Regions from separate parts of the Lactuca sativa genome. Here region 1 is linked to region 2. A link is a contact called in public Hi-C data. All regions are on one chromosome and are shown on one strand. Each heading gives the region's core, a stretch centred on a gene start, on an enhancer-like site or on the middle of the called end of the contact. The rest is flanking DNA. Distances are from core to core; before and after follow the strand shown. Region 1 holds the start of LOC111880870 (probable lysophospholipase BODYGUARD 1). Region 2 holds the start of LOC111880883.

Region 1 (6,225 bases), core at 3,415-5,914, 190 kb after region 2:
ATATGATATATGCTACTTTTTAAATTATCATACCTTACAATTTACACAATGACATTTTAAGAGAACTACAATAACAAATTTACAATATTACATACCTCTTCGGGACTTCCATCACCATGATCACCATTTTAAGTGAAATAGAAAGCTCAGGTGGTGAAACATTCTTCTATGAGCTGCAGGTTCCTTCTTTCTTCTGTGAGCTGCAGTTTCGTGAGAATTTACAAAAAGAGCCCTCAGGGGGTAATAAAAAGCGGTTTGAGAGAAATAATTTGTTCAAACATGGTGAAAAAAGTTCAGATTACTGGAATCTTGATTCATGTAAAGGAAAGATCTCTAGAATTGGAAGAACAAGTCTGAAATCTGTAAAACCTGTTGTTGATGATCATCTTGATGATTTCACAAAGGTTAATGGAAAGCCCATGCATGTGAAACCTGGTTCACAACATAATAATAACATTAAAGGTGGAGAGGTAGTCGCAGGGGCAATATTGGGAATTGGGTCGAAAGGGTATACAGATAGTCAAAGAAAAGCACCGCCACATAAGCATGAGAAACAAGTGGGCCCCGTTGCAAATAAGAAGCAAAAACCTAACGATTTAGTTGAAAAAAGAAAGGATTTGTGGTGCTGTTTATCTGCTTGTTCACAAGTTACAAGTAATCATCAAAACAATGGAATGATTGCATAGCATATTTCCACTGTATTTTCATATGCTGGAATTGATTATTTAGCATGTTTAGAATTGTTGCATCATTATTCCATGCCCTTTATCCATCTTCAACTTTGAAACTTAATTTATTAGGCTACACCTGTAATTTGTTACATGGAAACCAGAAGACAACTAGACAAAACCGGACAAACTGATTTCTAGGGTTAATTTTGATGATGAAACAATTATATAGCAAAAAGATTACAAATAGAGAAAGAGGGAAAATAAAGCTGATTCCTAATGTTAATACCTGTAAGCATCTAAATTCAAATTATTAATTAAATTATGATTTTCTTTGTATGATCAGGTTTCAGCTGTAGGGCATGCAGCAATCCTAAATCCTTGTCCCCTAATCCTTGGAGAAATCACGCTAGTAAACAAAGCACTACCTAAATTACTCATATAAGTTGCATAATCCCACTGAAGATAGTTACCACTTTTATCAAGACATAGGTCAGCAAGCCCTAAAAACTAAAAGATGGCAAGTGATTTGGTGTTGTGACCTATTAAAGAATGATGAAAGAATTTGAACTTATACATGTGTTCATGATGTAATTTATATCTGAAAAGCGGATCAGGGTAAAGTACCTGTTTGACTTCGAGTTTGACTTCGAGTGGAGAACAGAGGTGCGCAATGGGAGGGTATGGAGGACGATGGACCGTCGACCTAGAAAACGAAGTTGATAGTCACTCAATCGATTGACGTATCTGATCATGCGAGTATGGAGTACCTGTTTTACTTCGAGTTTGACTTCGAGTGGAGAACAGAGGTGCGTCAATGGGAGGGTGTGGAGTGACCATGGACCGGCGACGACGGACCTGCGATGATGGATCGGTGCGATGCTGTCAAACTGGGATTGTTGGTGTATCGATTTAGGGCAAAAGAGATGTGTTAGAGTCGATTTAGGGCATAGTATCGATAGTCAAAATTAGTCAACCAATTAATCGTGTTTACAAAATTAGTCAAGCTCCTTATTTAGTCAAAATTAGTCAAGTCTTCTTATTGAGTCAAATATAAATACAATTTTTTTCCACTTTTTATTTTTTTAATGTGTTTCTCTTTTTATTTTTTCAATTCTTTTCAAATATGTATAGTCAGTGACCACTTACTTAATGGTCACTAATTGTTTTTTTTTCTTGTATTTCATCAGGGACTACTATTAGTTGTCACTAATTGTTTTTCCACATCATTTAGAGAATACGTGAGCATTTTTAACAAAAATAGTCACTGACCACTATTTTTTGTCATAAAAATGTTCAATATAGTGACCATTTTTTTTCACTAAACTTCTAACATATTGCCCTTATCCTTAGTCACTATATAATTAACATAGTGACCATTATTTTTAGTAACTAAATAGTTTTATGATATGAAACAAAAACAATATAATTATTTTGCATTTTAGTGACTGATTTAGTGACCACCACATATAATTCGTCATTAAATTTATAGGATTACCAAAATTCAGTGACCACTTAATTTCTAGTGACTAAAAGATGCTTTCAGTGACCAAATTTTAGGTCGTCACTAAAAATTAGTCACTAATAAGGACTTTTCTTGTAGTGATATATATATATATATATATATATATATATATATATATATATATATATATATATATATATATATATATATATATATATATATATATATATATATATAGTGTGTGTGTGTGTGTTTAATTAAGTGAAAACTAAATGACAAAGTAAATAACTTCTTAGCAATTTAGTTCATAGGGTTTTAAGCTAGAATGCTAAATCCTTTAGAAAAAATAAACTTATAAAACATATCAAGTTCACTTTTAATTCCAAACATTTGTTGATCTTTTTCATCTTCATAAGTTTCATGTGTATATATAATATGTATAATGCAAATAACCATGCACGGTTGATGCAGTTTTGAATGAATTTGTATACCAATTAACTCTTGTACACTACAAAGTAACAAGAATAAAATGTTTATTTTTCCAAATGAAGGAGAATATTAATTGCAGTTTCATGCAAGAATTCACTTGCAGGCAATATGAATCATCAAAATAGAAAAGCAATAAAAAAATATTTATCTTTAAATCCGAAACTAGTTCGTGTTCGTTAATGATGAACCATATATAAAGAGACATGGGTCATGGAGCATTAAATTCAATAGATTCGTAACTCTTTGGTTTGAAAATGTGGCTACCCACATTTATTGTCCTACCACTGATGGCAGTTTTGCGTAATGTTTACTTCAATACTATTAATCTTGAATCATGCCATCGATGCAATTATCCACCTACGATCAAACGCCAAACCAATATTGCATTCAATATACCTACATTTCCTTGTGTACTTCGTAGTCATAATGTTTGTGCGGTTTGGTGAAAAGAATCAGAAACAAGCATAAATATTACTAATACCATTTATTAATTTGTTACTACCCTTAAATTAATACCTACGGATTTTTACTTTTTAGTTGCTTAAGAATGGAAAATGACTCTTGAGGGTAATTAATTTTTGCGTTTGTACTCATTTGATCCTTTTTTTTTTTTATTCAATATACCATCGAACTTGTTATTGGTGTTTACCATAGCCTTTTTGATCGACTTTTGACCTGTGATAGCCGGTCAAAGGGTTATGGTAAACACAAACAACAAGTTCGATGGTATATTGAGTACAAAAAAAGGAAAGGGACCAAATGAGAACAAACGCAACAGTTGGTTACCCTCCTGATTCATTTTCCCTTTACGCATTTACAACAAATCTCACATCATCTCCTACTGATATTAATGACTTTATGAGATTCATTCTTGATTCTCTTCAAAACATAACTCACGAAAGGACATTATTCATGCATGTACAACTTTGTAATGCACTTGAATATTTATTAAGGGAATCTTGACTAAGCAGGCGCATTTCATGACTATATTTACATTTCCAATCAAATGATTTATTGTATCATGGATTCTAGACAAGTCTACAAACGAGTGGAATCACAAGTGCTGTGATTTTTGAGTTTACATAGCTTTAAGATCGAACTCATGGGATAAGATACAACATTAATATGTATAATACCAAGGATTCTAGACAAGTCTACAAACGAGTGGAATCACAAGTGCTGTGATTTTTGAGTTTACATAGCTTTAAGATCGAACTCATGGGATAAGATACAACATTAATATGTATAATATTATGGTGATGTGTCTACAAAAGCAGCATGGTATTGTACATATTGATGTTGTATCTTATCCCATGAGTTCGATCTTAAAGCTAAGTAAACTTAAAAATCACTGCACTTGTGATTCCACTCGTTTGTAGACTTGTCTAGAATCCATGATACGATAAATCATTTGATTGCAAATGTAAATGTAGTCATGAAATGCGTCTACTTAGTCAAGATTCCCCTAATAAATATTCAAGTGCATTACAAAGTTGTACATGCATGAATAATGTCCTTTCGTGAGTTATGTTTTGAAGAGAAGCAAGAATGAATCTCATAAAGTCATTAATATCAGTAGGAGATGATGTGTGATTTGTTGTAAATGAGTAAAGGGAAAATAAATCAGGAGGGTAACCAACTGTTGCGTTTGTTCTCATTTGGTCCCTTTCCTTTTTTTGTACTCAATATACCATCGAACTTGTTGTTTGTGTTCACCATAACCCTTTAACCGGCTATCACAGGTCAAAAGCCGGTCAAAAGGGCTATGGTAAACACCAACAACAAGTTCGATGATATATTGAATACAAAAAAAAAGGGACTAATGAGTACAAACGCAAAAGTTAATTACTCTCATGAGTCATTTTCCAGCTTAACAATGAGTGTCTATCATTGACAAAAATGGAACGTTTTTCTAGGTGTAGAGACCTAGTCATGGTGTGCAGGGTCAACAATGGTTGAAGTTACATTTATAACCTCACAGAAGGATCTTAAGAGGGCCAAATGGTTTCTTGGGAGGTGCTAAATTGGAGGTTCAACCACCACCAACCCTTTGTTTAAAAATGTTGCTAAAATCATTATATTTTATTTTCCTCCAGCAAACTGTTTTAATGAATGCATTTATCTCTTACCTGTTAGTACCTGTCCACACAAAACCCCTTTAATACAAGTAGCAAACTCATCACTCTTTCCCCTCCAAAACTAAAGAGTCTTGCATGGGTTGTGTTGCAAAAGGGTCGGGTCGGGTCTTGTAGTGTTAATTATCAACGTAACTACTATACTCCATCGAATGTGGGAGGCAGCTCTTGTTTTCGGTGGCAAAATGAGCGTGATGATCAGAACAACTCTGGCGATAATCGGGAAGTTGATTAACGATGTTTTGAGTTTTGTTATCTTCTCCATTCTTGACGTTCTTGATTTGGTACTTTGTTTCGTTTATAAAGTCATTGATTTCTTCATTGAGGCCGAATGGAAACCCTGTTACTGTTCTTCACCGAAAGAAGCCATGAGTGGAACTGGTCGAATTTTGGTGTCTGAGAAAGGTCAGTCAAAGAAGATTGTTTGTCTTACATCCACCAAGATACAACTAGAAGAGATCTCCGACACCCTCTATACCCGGCCGTCGTTGGTTGCGGAGGTGTCCAAAACCACCGTCAAGGAGCTTAAACGCCGGAAAATCAATGACGCAACTACCATGGTCGCCTCCATCAATAAATCCACCGTTCGGTCGTCGTCGACTTTCACGGTGAACAATACCATTGTTGAAATGCTTCAAGAGAAAATCGGTGGTCATAAGTCTCACCCCATTCCTCGGTGGTCCGATTGCGATTGCGACACCTGCAACTCATGGTCGAACGCTTGTAAGGACACTCTTTTTGTCCACACCGATGGACCTAAAGGTTTGCATCCATACCTATATATATGCTTTTAAGTTTTAATTACCTCCATATTTTCATATAGTTAAGTTCATGTACTCATCATATTCTTTCATGATCACAGATAATGTAGGGGATGATGTTTTATTTATTCATGGGTTCATATCATCGTCGGCTTTCTGGACAGAGACATTATTCCCGAACTTCTCCAAATCTACAAAATCAGCATATCGTTTATTCGCAATAGATCTACTGGGTTTCGGACGAAGTCCAAAGCCCCACGACTCGCTCTACACGATCAAAGAGCATTTAGACATGATCGAAAGATCGGTACTCGAAGCACACAAGGTCAAATCTTTTCATATCGTGGCTCATTCTCTTGGTTGCATTCTAGCTCTAGCACTCGCCGTGAAATATCCCAACTCCGTCAAGTCCCTCACTCTGCTCGCACCAGTAAGCATTAATCTGTAGTAAACCACTTATAGCATGCATTTTCGAAATATATTAAATAATTGAATGGGTTGAATTCACAGCCATATTTTCCGACGCCAAAAGGGGAACAAGCGACACAATATATGATGAGGAAGGTGGCGCCACGGCGGGTGTGGCCATTGATAGCGTTTGGAGCGTCGTTAGCTTGTTGGTATGAACATGTTAGCCGAACGATTTGTTTGCTTATCTGCAAGAACCACCGAATCTGGGAATTTCTCACCAAACTCATCACCCGAAA
Region 2 (6,313 bases), core at 3,349-5,848:
GTTATGTGTTATGTGTTTCAGGTTTTCTTAGGACCGCGGGAAGGCACCGGCTTGATTGTACACAACAGTGAAAGAGTTATGTTTTGAAGATCCTGGATTTTAATCAAACAATTATGGAGTTGTTAATTGTAAATTAAATAAATGAGATTTATGTGAAATATGTTATGAGAAATATGCGATCTTAAATGAAATTTTTATAAAAATTTATGGTGTTTCAATTAGGGGCAGATCCACAATATATCCCGGGGTATCTTTGGATACCCCACAAAAAAATTTAAGTGCTTTAATTTTCTAAGAAAAATTTTGTTTTTTGTTTTATGTAATGTGTGTGTGCATGTGTACCCAAACCCACCATAATACGTCGTTTTGTTTGATATATTCATTATATTTTTCTTTAACTTCAATCTCTAACTTGATTTATTTTCAATATTTTCAAAATTTCACTATTATTTTATCTTACAACACATCTTTTTGTCAAACACCTACTAGGCTATATATATATATATATATATATATATATATATATATATATATATATATATATATATATATATATATATATATATATATATGTATGTATTATAGTTGAAATTGAAAATTATGTAAAAGGAAGATAAATGTGAAATTTATAAAAATCTTGGAAGTAAATCATGTTAAAGTTGAATTATAAGAATATTGGACTATTACAATGTATATATGTGATACAAAACGACGTAGTATGGTGAATTTGGGTACCTAAGCTTATATACCCTTAAAGGTATATATATATATATATATATATATATATATATATATATATATATATATATATATATATATATACCCTTAAGGGTACCTAAGCTTATATACCCTTAAAGGTATATATATATATATATATATATATATATATATATATATATATATATATATATGTTTAGGTGTTTCTAGAGGTTGTAATTTCAAATTTTCTTTCAAATATTTATTTTCTTTTATTTTCGCAGCTTCTTTTATATAACTTTATACGGATTATACATATTATATTATGATGTTGTGAAAATTAAACATATGTACTGAGTTATCCAAGTGGTAAAGAATTAAACTTTTAACTTTGAGGTCCCTATTTTGAAGCTTGGCCCTTATACGAGTGTATTTTATTTTATTTATCAGTTTTTCAACTTGGTTTTTTAAAATTCTAAAATTGTCTCATATTATAATATGAATCATAGCTCCTATATATCTGTTATATAAGTAACATAAGCTTCTCAATTCTCAACAAGTTAAACTTTCGAATGGGTTTGGGTTTAAACCCGAAACCAAGTTTGGAAAACAGATAAACCGAACCCATCAGTTTGGAATACCCCCAGGACCGGTCCAGACGGTGGGCAACACATGCGACCATCCAGGGCCCACTTCTCTAGGGGGCCCAAAATTTATGGGCTATGTAGTGTATATATATAAAAAAAAAATATTACCTAAATGATTTATAGGGCGTAAAACTGATTCAAACTCAAATTAGCTCAAAAGATAAACAATTTGGTTTGCTTATCATTGCTAATTGAACACGTCTATACCAAAGAATAAATGATATTTTTTTAGTCTTTATTATATTTGTCTTCAAAGGGCCCTTTTTTTCTTTTCGCCATGGGCCCCATATACGTTTGGTCCGGCCCTGGATACCCATTTACTTTGACGTTGGTTCCGCCACTACTGTAAATCTTGTTCATTCTTCTTCATCTTCTAACGGTAAACCCATATTTGTAGTTAATTAGGGTGAGACCAAATTTTTTTGGTTCAAAACGAAGAATAAATATAAATTCTCTTCCCCTTCAGTCGATTTGTATAAACCATAAAGAAAAAAACATGATGCAATAGGAGCTGTAATACCCCTCTTTGTTAACGCTAATTTTATACATGTTTTTAGAAAAGAAAATGGAAATTCTCTAGCCTTCGATTGTGTGGTGTACATAAATATTCAAATAATGTATGTGGGTGGTGGTAGCTTGGTAGGGTGGGGGAGGAGGGGCAGTGTATGAAGAATTTTACGGTGGCAAACTAGCAATGATAATTATGGTTATAAGGAAACCTAATTGTCTTCATCCCGATCAAAACGAGAGAAATGGTTAGTCTTTGGCGAAATGCATGAGGTTTTGTAGGTTTTAAACCCAACTTCTTATAATCTATTTGTAGATGTCAATGGTATTCTTATTCTTGATCTGGAAATATGTATTAAGTGAAAGAACTAGAGCACGATATGATTTTTATAATGGTAATCTTTGTAATTTTGAGATCTAGATATAGGAGGTGTTTGTGATTGCTTTTGGACCGATAATAACAAATTTTTAGTATTATGATAAAAAGATTTCATAAGCATTTATTGATTCAAATAATGAGTTTTTGATAAGACACTTCTTATTTACTTTTTTTGACTAATTTAAAATAAGTTGTTTTATTATTACATATAAAATAAGAATTTATTGCCAAACACCAAAAACAAATTCTTTTCTTATTTCATTTTAATACTAGATAAGCTAATACAAACATTCTTTTCTAAAACTCTGTTTTAACACCAAATAAATTATTAAATATTTTTACAAATAATTATAAATTATTTTAAATAAGCAAATCCCAAACACCCCATAATTTCCATTCTAATAATAACTTCTTAAGAAAATAATCAAAAAAATTCATGTTGATGACACATGGACCAATATATAACATGTACCATAGACTATTTACATACTTAATGTGTTATAGCAAGTAAGAATGGTCAATTTGTTACAAAATTTTATTTTAGGGTCTAGTTTATAAGGTTTTGAACTTTTTAAAACAGAATTGATACATCCCAATAAGTTCGATATCGAATAATTGTAATAACAATAATCCATAAGGTCCCTTAATCTTTCCTTTCTTACCAAATGGTGGTGGATATTGAAGTAGAAAACACCTCTCTTTGGCTACCCTACTTAAAATCTTTTATTGATGATACGTCATTGAAAAAAAAAAACTCGGGAACTTGGTTGACTATTGCACAAATAGACTGTTGGTTTTGCTCTTGGTGTAATATGATACCAAAATCCCCCTTGCCTTAATGGGATGAAGGTTATAGATTGCATTTCTTTTCTTTGATGGATAAGAATGAATATCAAACTATCTCATTCGATTGGATAAAGCATATGTTTATGCTTTTAATGGCTGGAAAGAAAAGGCACCATATGTTGCCCTATTGGTGGGTCATATATGCCATATCCCATCATACTTCATACCACATGGATTGTTCTATCTTTTGTATTGCTACAAATCACAATCCATCTTTAATTACAGAAATAAGATAAACATGTGATATACTTATGCAGTAAAATCCTTCAATTTGACTGGAAGTCTTCCATCTCAATAGTCAATCCACATTTGTTATTAACTAAAAAAAAAAAAAAAAAGGCTTGCACTACAACATTCAGAAAATTTTGAGTCAAACCAGATGCTTGGAACTACCAAAGACTCTTTGACTTCCTTATTCTGCACCTTCAACCGGTTTCATTGCTTCAATTTCTTTTAGATTTTCCAAAGAAGAGATGCGTCCATCCAGAGATTTATAAAAGTCATTAATCTACATCACCATGGATATAATAATTTGTTACAACTTTAGAAACAATGTGGTAATTGGATATATGTACTTTTTATAACACAGATATTAACAGCTTTTTAACAAACTAAATAAGTTTTTATAAACCTTAGAAAAAATAAATACCAAAGCTCCCACTAGTGAATAAGTTTCCAGCAATGCACTTGTATGCATGTAGCAAGTTTTACTTAAGAACAAAAATGGAAATTTCATAATACAGCTAAATTTTATCAAATGGGGGGGATAAAGAAAGTAAGAAACAATCCCTAAAATGCCATGGAACTCTAGACTCAAGATTTCAAACAATAATAAAGATTTTTGTCTTTCTACCTCCTCCAAAAGCGCTTTTATTCTTTGCTAAATGTTGTATCTAATGGCATAAACTTCTGAAATTAATGGAAGCATGCTTTTATTTAAAAAGTGCAGCTCAAGAAAAGAAGGTAGATAGATCTATAAACATATTCATTTAGCCTATAAGCATGTAAACCCCATGTTTTCCAAAGATATAATCTAGGGCATGCTGCAAGATAAAACTCAATGGTTGCCCACAAAAACTAAATTGTTTTCCTACTCCACATAACATACTGAAAATCCAATTTAATCGTGGTTCATGTATGGAAAGGGCATGCTGATCGGTTACCTAGGGTTCTGATTTTGTGCGTTTTATATCGAATCACAGCATAATAGCACCAACATTTATCAATTACTGCTTTAAAACTGAGAGAATCACTCAGTCAATTCGAAATAAAGACGATAACGCATTTGGGATACACCACCGGTAGTAATGGGACTAATTGGTACACAAAGTAGAGGAAAAGGGAAAGAGAATACCTGTTGAGACATAGATTGATGAGCGACCTTGTAATCCTTGTGAAGAAAATAGAATCCACCGGCTGAAGCCACCGCAGCGCCGGCGAAGAACGAAGCGAACCTCACCCTGAGTACGTATCCCATGACTTCCCCGATTCAATCGAGAGAGATGGCGAAAGAGGGGAGTAATCAAAGTATTGGGCTGATATAAACAATTGGGCTTTTCGAAAAAGTAATTTATGTACTGGATCAGCCATTTGTCATATACAAGTAGATGTGCACAAACCGGATTTTTTTTTCAAATCGGAAAGGTTCAGTAAACTGGTTTGGTTCTTGTCAACAAAGTCAAAATCGGTTAACCCCTAAAACGGTTCGGTTCTGATCAACAAACTCAAAACCGGTTAACCCCCAAACCGGTTTGGTTCCAAACAGGTCCACCTCCAAAAAGTTGCCAACTTTACTATAGAATCTATCAATCGTATTTATTGTTCCAACATAAAGTTGCCAACTTTACTCTCCTACATGCCTTAATGGGTCTCAACAATTAAAAATGAACTTAATAAGGGTCTTAGGGGGTGTTTGGATAGGGAAAAAAGAGGGTGCTTATTGTTTATTGCGTATTCCCACCACAATAAGCAAAGTTTAAGTGTTTGGATAGAAATCCTTAAAAAGCAGCTTATTGTGGTAAGGATAAGCTAAGTAAACTGATTTTAATAAGCATCTCGTCCCTTGCTTATTGCTTATTCTCGCCACAAATAAGCTAATAAGCTATAATCCAATTTATCCAAACACCCCCTTAATACTTGCATGAAACAAAATCTTCTATAAAATTTGCATTTTTATGAACAAATGACCTTATTGGAGCTTATATCTAGCATCCACTACATCTGTAGTATATCAAAAGCTCATCTTTACATCAAAGGACTATAAAGGTCAAAGAAACACCATAAAGTAGATCCAACCTAAATGGTCATCAATGTATAAGCTTTTTACCTTAGAAAGCTTGCAAATGAGAAGATACTCCCGGATCTACAAGCTCAAGCCACTCCTCCAAGTGTTCCCCTTCTTCTTCTTCACCACAAATCACTTTTCAAGCACAAAAATCATCTAATGCACTTAGGGTTCAAATCTACGGTTTAAAAGGGGTGAAGGCTGAAGATATTAGGGTTTGGTGTTGAGTTAAGGAGCTTAAATAGGGTCCAAGGCCCTAAATTAGGGTTGCATGAAACTGGAGTACGCCCTACATACTCCTATTACACTCAGCATACTCCCCAAAGGTGTTGCGATCCTTCTCCCTGGTACACCTCGCCTACTCCCTATATACGCCCAGCGTACTAGGGTTAACCCTAAACCCTACCATTTTCCGAAGACCATAACTTCTTCGTTATAAGTCTGTTTCCGACAATCTTTATATCAACGAAAAGATAACGAGAAGCTCTACGCTTCTATCAATTCATACTTGCCTTAAAACTTCCCGAACTAAAATCTAATTTCCATAAAATCTCAAACTGACACTTTATCGATATACCCTTTTGGCTCAAAAACACAAACTGAACTCCTGAATCATCTAAATTGCATTACCCACACCCAAATGGGTCTATATCTCTCTTTCCCCAAAGGCCCTAAGCTCGATGATAACCGATCTTCGGGCCACAACCCCGAATTAAAAAACAATTCGGAACAGGGTGTTACATGAGTAGTTTCATATCTTTCAACTTAAGGAAAACATGACGTGGGTAGAGTCACTGGAGGAGGAGGAAGAGTTGGAGAAGCATGACGTCCACTTCCACCATTTCCCAAAGAAGAAAAAACATTTTCACCTTTATCTGATAGTGCAATATCATCTTCATTAGCTAGAGGAAAACTATTTCCAAAAGAATGAAGAAGATCATTATTGTCTTGACT

What was found. A called contact is a pair of places that touch in the nucleus more often than the background predicts.
Region 1: a Hi-C map of leaf shows a contact between it and region 2, with 3 times the contacts expected there. The contact joins the promoter of LOC111880870 here to the promoter of LOC111880883 in region 2. A contact is called at or near these places in 2 of 4 Hi-C or Micro-C datasets (leaf and seed).

Annotation. Positions count from the first base shown.
Region 1 is chr6:12,448,750-12,454,974 of Lsat_Salinas_v11, forward strand. It overlaps LOC111880870 (probable lysophospholipase BODYGUARD 1), which reads left to right and starts at 4,665. Exons shown (of 4, transcript XM_023877280.3): 1 at 4,665-5,519; 2 at 5,620-5,948; 3 at 6,029-6,225. The coding sequence starts at 4,910. LOC111880875 (a long non-coding RNA gene) reads right to left here and starts at 1,623. Exons shown (of 12, transcript XR_002846607.3): 1 at 1,439-1,623; 2 at 1,296-1,374; 3 at 96-432.
Region 2 is chr6:12,254,278-12,260,590 of Lsat_Salinas_v11, forward strand. It overlaps LOC111880883, which reads right to left and starts at 4,599. Exons shown (of 2, transcript XM_023877294.3): 1 at 4,430-4,599; 2 at 3,236-3,583. The coding sequence starts at 4,552. The coding sequence ends at 3,488.